Linked DNA regions of Gossypium hirsutum: region 2 is linked to region 1. A link is a contact called in public Hi-C data. All regions are on one chromosome and are shown on one strand. The core of a region is the stretch at or near the end of the contact, and the rest is flanking DNA. Distances in the headings are between cores, read along the strand shown. Region 1 holds the start of LOC107925352. Region 2 holds the start of LOC107925454 (plastid division protein PDV2).

Region 1 (3,639 bases), core at 134-2,633:
CATCTCAATGATTCACTTTGCGGTCAAAATTCAATACAAGGACACCAACACTAGCAGGAAACTTCAACAGGTCATTTGAGATTCTTCGGAATATAATAGTTCAGAAATTTCTACATTTCTTCTTGACCAACCAAATAAATATTGTTTTCAAGAGAGCTCAACTATCCTTGTCCGCTTCTTTGATCGACTTTTTCCTGTTGCTTCACAGACAGCATCCTCGTTGACTGTGTTGGATTTTTCATTTTCCGTTGGACAAGATGTTTCCTCATCATCATTACCATCATCATAGCTTTCCTCATCACTGCTATCATCTGATTCCGTTTCGCTACTACTACTGTTGCCAGCTACCATAATTGGTGGCTGATTGCTAGCAATTGCAGATTCAGCAGCAGCCAGAGCTTGAGGTGTGTGAAGATCAGCTACACCTAACATCAAATCCTGTATTACAAAATGCAACCAAAACATATTAACAAACTCATATACTATTCGATGAGCACAATTCAAGAGGTTCAATTTTAATGTTACCATTTCAATGACTTCAGAATCATTCCCATTGAGTACTTCAATATCATATGCTTGAGAATTACTCTACATTATGATAAACAAGAATATAGGTTAGAAATTAAAAAGTGTGTTTACTGATGACAAATTTGACAAAAAAAAAAAAAAACCTTTGCATCAAGCTCCAGCCTTTTATTAGCTTCTGCCATGACTCCCAAGAAATCTTTCACTTTCCCCAAAACTGCAATACTCAAAAGAAGATTTCAGCACAAAACAGAAGCTTCCACATTCTAATGCCCATGAAACACGTAATCATCTCTAAACAAGCTGGACCTCTCATAATTCTGCCTACAAGTCAAAGTTTTTTTTTAACAGTCCTCAAGTCTGAAACAATGATCATTATTCCATTCCCAAATCACATGCTATCAGTTTCAGATTCTTTAAAAGCTGTATATATGTTTAGCATAAATAATGGTACAAAATAACTACTTCAAAAAAGAAAGATGGAAGAAAGCTTACCTTGGCTTTTAGGAAAAGGAGTGAAGGGGGGTTTCTTGGAAGGATCAGGTTCATGAGTTTGAGGCTCCGAGTCCTTTTTCTTACAAACAAGTAGAGCGCATTCTGTTGAACATGTAAAACCGTCAAACACACACACACACAGATAATGAAATTTCAATGGATAGAAAACAAAGTTAGCATAAAATTAGATAGGAGCTTAGTTACCTAAGGGTGAAGAAGAGGATTTATTGTGTTCAAACCGTAGAAGATCTTTGCTTGAGCTTCCCATCTGTATATTTAGTTGAGAAACAAGCGGTTCCTTGTTCAGTCGGCAGCCTATAGGGTTTATGTAAACTAGAGTTTGAGCTTTTGTTACTTTTTGTTCTGTTTTAACATGATTTGGGAAGTATTATGGGCTTTATCCACTTTTATTAAATGGACCAGCCCTTGTTTTTAATATTGAAAGCCTTTTTCAGGTTGGGCTTAAACTCATGTAGTGTGAGGCTCCTTTTACTCGGTTTTAATAACTTTAATTTCTATTTTAGTCATTAATATATGAATTTTTTTCAATTTGATCACAAAACTATCCAAATTTGTTTTTACTGTTCAGTTTGAAACAACTAAATGATGTTATAAACTAAACAAATGGCCACTCAATTATGAGAATGTTTATCCAACTATAATTTTTTTTTGATTTAGTCATCATGCGGCTAAGTTAATAAATAAAGTTTGATGTGATATTTTTTATTGGTCTAATAATAATTTTAGCTCTTCAATATTTATATTTTCTATCAATTTAGTCTTAATTCTAAAAATCAATAAATTTAGTCTTCAATATTTACCAAATTTATCAATTTAATCCTAATTATTGCCTTTTTTTTCTCTCTCTCTACCTATTCTTTTATTCTCTTAGCCAATGTTATTCAATGCAAGAAATTTTAAAAGTTTCAAATCTCCTATACCAAAAAGATCATAAGTGGTCGATAATTTTTTTTTAACACTTTAGACTAAACGATGCTTATCCAACACTAAAAAATTCAAAGATTTTTAATTTTCGACAGTAAAAGATCATAAATTGTTGGAAAGTTCTTTTTTATATATTTTTTTATGTTAAAATAGTGATTCTCTAATGCTCAAAAACTATGGTGGTCTGTTCACACCATTCTAATGCTAAATCGAAACAACCATCACCTTTTTTTGTGCCAATAAAAATTCTAGTCCGTACTAGTTGCACTAACTTCTTTCGATCAAGTCTGATCGCACTAGCCAAAACATGGTCCACCAGCCGATGCATAAATAATATAAAAATTATTTTTTTAATTTTTTATTATTATGTTAAAGATTTAATTGGGATGTGACAGATCAAAAAGGACTTTACCAATATGTAAAAGTTTAAAAAAGTTTTTATGGACATACTTTCATATTTAAAATATAATAATAATAAACTCACTCACCTGATATAAAAAAAAAAATCTCCACTCGCCATTCAAATTCTTTCATAAATGGAGAGAAGTTAAATCCCTAAAAATTGATGATGGGTTTTTATTATTAATTTTGGATTTATATAAATGATATAATTTTATTTTTTGAGTTGTGAGTCATTTATATAATTGATGAATATTTTATATTTAAAATTTATTTAGTATCATCCATTTGATATTTGTAAATATATTTATATACATATATTAAATATTTTTTTTAAAAATATTGATAAATTCGAAATGATACACCAAAACAAACTAGTACCATACATATCAATTCCAATTGAAAATCAGTGTGTCCGCTAATGAGGTACTGACTACCTTATCAAAAAGCCAAATATTACTATTATAAAAAATCATTAAAAAAACTTGTAAGAAATTATTATCAAATACTAGTAATGTATAGGACTAAGTTTATTTATTTCTTTAGAGTTCATATTAAACTAATACAACATATAAGTATTGAATGGCAAAATTTGTTATTAGGTCAATAAAAAAAATCACGTCAAACTTCTATTATCAACTTAACAGAATGGTAACTAAAAAAATCTAATTTCGAAAGCTTTAGTGACATCGAAAAAATTTTATAGTTGAGTAACCAAAACAAAAACATTTTCATAGTTAGGTGATCATTCATGTAATAATCACATCGTCCAACCATTTCAGACTTAATGACATAATGACTAAAAAACCGAATTCGGATAATTTAGTGATCAAATTGAAAATTTTCATAATTCGGTTACAAAAATAGAAACACAAGAAAAATTCAGTGACTAATTAAGTAGTTTACCTAGTAAAATATCATGGTGTTGATATGCCTGCGAAGGGCGAAAAAGCCCAAGAATTTGCATTTTATCCGTTGCTGAATGCATAAGAAAAGGCCGAATGTTGAATTAAGATAATTGTTCATCGACATTTTACCATTTAAATGATTTGTTGCATTTACTGCAGGGAATCTGGCTAGAAACTTGACCAATATATTGAACATTGTCATCCCAGTGGAGACAGCTAATGCATAAAAAGTTCCAATACCTTACTTTCATCTACTGATAAAGATGATGTTAAGCAACGAAGCCCTAGGCTTGGAGGCTAAAAGTTTCTATACATGCTAATAGTTCATTAGAGCATAAGTATTATGAAAGAAAAATCTGCAACAATT
Region 2 (3,495 bases), core at 288-2,787, 200 kb after region 1:
GGATGGATGTTTGCTATTGCATTCACAAGCCTATGTATGATCCAGGCTGCCTATGATGTTGGGGGGCAGACCATAAACATAGACACAATACAGAGTTCTATTCTAGGATGCCGATTGCCTCGTCCTGGACAGGTACTATTCATTCCCTGAAAATTTTATCCACTTATGGTACTATTCGTTTGTGTTGACACTGATGAAACTGACATCTAACATCTGCTTGCAGTGGCTTCGGTTTTTGTTTCCTTCAAAGACCAAATTTAAGGTCAGAGATCCTCGAAGAGCTTACGCAATCGAATCACCGGAACCTCTTCTGTATTTTGCACTTTCTTCAGGAAGTTATTCGGACCCTGCGGTACACTGTTTGCCCTGAATTAGTTCTTATTATATGGCTGCAGGGTATTTAAAATGTTAGTTCTCAATTTATATCATTTACTTATGATGACACTCTAGGTACGTATATATACACCCAAGGGAGTGTTCCAGGAACTGGAAGTTGCAAAAATAGAGTACATCCAGGCAAATTGGAGTGTGAACAAAGAAGAGAAAATTCTATTACCAAAACTTATGGAGTATTTTGCAAAAGATTCAAATGTTGGCTCAGCTGGTATGTTGCAGATGGTAGAGCAATTCATGCCTGATTCAGTGAGGAAGAATCTTCAGCCGAGTTGCAAGAGGAAAACTGGGAAAAGCATTGAGTGGATCTCCCACAACTTTGCATTTCGATATCTATTTTCAAAAGAATTACTTCACTGATTTTATATCTGAGAAAAGCATTGAGTGTAGAAGGTGGGATTTTGGAATGACAGATGAATCATAACAGCAACTTTCTCAAACCCCCCTTGGCTCCAATCTTCAGTTTGGTTTATGCAATAGAGAATGAGGATCAAATGAGCTGAAGAAACAATCTCCATTCACAAGGTTGTGATTTGGCTGTCATTCCTAATTGTGTTTAAAGTTCTTGTATGCACCTAAATGCTAGAGAATTGATTGTGTATAATATTATATTGCAACTGAAAACATCTTCATAGTTTTTATGATTAGATACAAGTGTTTTCATCTTCTTTTTTTAAAATAGAACAAGAGAAGGGGATGGAGATGATAGGATTCAAACTTAAACTTTAAAAATGTTATCTATTAATCGTATAGATAAATTGGAACTGAACATGGGTTCATAAAGTGTTCTTAACTTTGAACGTTCAGGCTTGTGGACAAGATTCAAATATTTTTCCAGCTAAAGAAAAGGAAATGTGAAACAACAGCTTATGGTCTGAGTTCATTGAAAAACTTCATAATAGTATCAATGACTCTTTATTCATTTCCATGAATGAAAACAAGAATAGGCCAGATTATGTAAAGCCTAATCTAAAAATACACCATTTTATTCGAGAAGAGAAGGAAAAATGAAAAAACGAGTAGGTTTATCATCCACCTCGCAGGTGGCAGCATAGGAACCATAGGTGCCAAAAGCAGAGAGCCCACATAATCTTGTTTTGCAAAGTAGAGGTTAGAGTTGTTTGCTCTTCCAAATTGCTTTTGGGGCTTTGGGTTTATTAGCCCAATTTCTTGGCCTTATGCTGCACCCCCACAACAGAGAAAAAAAAAAAGAAAAAGAAAAATTAAATGAAAGGACCATGGTCTAAGCATGGAAAAGATGAGATTCTTCTCTCCCTCCATTTTCAGACCCCCTTCGGTCTCTTAACAACCAAAGCCCATTTTCCTCTCAGTTTTTTTTCTTTTTCCTTTTATTTGTGATTTAAATTCAACACATTTTAATACTACTAGCAACAGGAAAACAGGGTGAGAAAAAAAAAGGGGGGAGAGTGAGGAAAGGAAAGAAATGGAAGAAGAGGGAGTAGGGTTAGCATTAGCAAGAGCTACAGAGCTGAGATTGAAAATCAGCAACTGCATCACAAAAGCCACCTCCGGAAATCCTGTTTCTCCCTACAAACAAAGCCAAGAAGGAAAACAAACTGATAAAAATGCTAGCTTGAATGGAGACAAACCCCATCAAACTCTCGGTGGAGCTGATGATGAAGAAGAAGCAGAAGAAACTACTGAGGGACTTTTGGATATTCGAGATGCCCTTGAATCACTTGAAGCCCAGCTCCTTGCTTTACAGGTTTGTTAACCTCAAATATCTTAACTTTTCCCTCCCCATTTTGTTAGATATTGGGTTCGTATGTTATAAACCCTAGGCCCTTGAATGACCCTGATTTTATTTCGTTCTTGTAACCCTGTTATAGTCATGTATGCATGTGAATATTTATAAAACTAAAGGAAAAATTGAAAATTACCCGTGGGATCCTACTTTCGACTCCAAATTTTTATGCTATGGAACTTAAGAACAAGTCAAAAATGATTAATGATGATTGTTTGAAATGTTTAGAAATTGTGTAGTCGAAGATACGGGTAGGCTTGTATTGCATTTTTTGGGTCAGAGATTAATCTTGGTTTTATCTCTTCTACCTATTTATAGATTAGTGCCAATTGGTCTGGTCTTTTGCCTACTGACTGCACCTACACTCTTTGTGGGTTTTTTTTTTTTTTTGGTAGAACCAAGGTATCATTCATGTCGGTTCTATTTTATGGTCTATAGAGACTAATTTATCTTTTCTGGTTTTGTGAGTTTTTTTAGATAGCCTTGTTATAGTAAAACCCTAAAACTAAACTTGCTGACTTGGAAATGTTACTTTCTGTATCTATTGAATTAAATCATTTACACCATGTTCCCAATCATTCTAATTTTCCAAAATTAGCACTTTCCATTTTCACAACATATGGTTACATGATTGAGGTCATTCTTTCACTGTTCTTCTGGCGTAGGAGCAAAGTAACTTATTTCTATATGAATTTACTTGTGGAAGAATTGAACTTCCAACAATTCAAAGCCCTAGTTGTTAGTCTTTTCCTTCCTTTGACTTACATATTGGATCTATGCTTTGCGTGCATAAAAAGGCTATGCGTAGAAATAGATAGATGTTTGTGTTGATAACATTTTTTTTTAAAAAATAACACCATTATTTATCATTATCATTTGAATGGTTTAGAATCTGCAACATCAGCAAAGTTATGAGAAGGAAGTTGCCCTTGCTGAGATTGATTATAGCCGGAGAGTGGTCTTGGAGAAGCTCAAAGAATATCAAGGGAAGGACATGGAAGTGATTCTCGAGGCTTCTGCTTTTGTTAGCAAAACAGTGGAAAACAACAGTGATCTCCTCCTTCCCCCATATCCAAGTCGCCTCCCACGATCCTTGGTTTTGGATAATGGCTCATTGTCACACTTACAGTCAACATACAAGTCTTCCCAAAATGGGGTTTCCATCAGTGACCCAACAAATGAAGCAAAGAACCCAAAACAACATCAAGATGAATCCAAAAGGTTGAGGAAAGCATTTGGCTACTTCATAGGTTCAGCTGTGAAGACCGTGCTTCCACTTGTTGGTGTAATATACATATTAAGCCTGTCCAATTTTGTGCCGAATCTCGGGAAAGGCA

What was found. A called contact is a pair of places that touch in the nucleus more often than the background predicts.
Region 2: a Hi-C map of leaf shows a contact between it and region 1, with 3 times the contacts expected there. The contact joins the promoter of LOC107925454 here to the promoter of LOC107925352 in region 1. A contact is called at or near these places in 11 of 34 Hi-C or Micro-C datasets (callus, leaf and petal).

Annotation. Positions count from the first base shown.
Region 1 is chrA01:110,423,310-110,426,948 of Gossypium_hirsutum_v2.1, forward strand. LOC107925352 reads right to left here and starts at 1,384. Exons shown (of 5, transcript XM_016856014.2): 1 at 1,225-1,384; 2 at 1,021-1,122; 3 at 672-742; 4 at 526-588; 5 at 1-438. The coding sequence starts at 1,288. The coding sequence ends at 148. It overlaps LOC107925408 (probable xyloglucan endotransglucosylase/hydrolase protein 10), which reads right to left. Exons shown (of 4, transcript XM_016856068.2): 4 at 3,438-3,639.
Region 2 is chrA01:110,618,692-110,622,186 of Gossypium_hirsutum_v2.1, forward strand. LOC107925454 (plastid division protein PDV2) reads left to right here and starts at 1,538. Exons shown (of 2, transcript XM_016856142.2): 1 at 1,538-2,119; 2 at 3,048-3,495. The coding sequence starts at 1,838. It overlaps LOC107925378, which reads left to right. Exons shown (of 12, transcript XM_041113244.1): 10 at 46-132; 11 at 224-352; 12 at 451-1,040. The coding sequence ends at 753.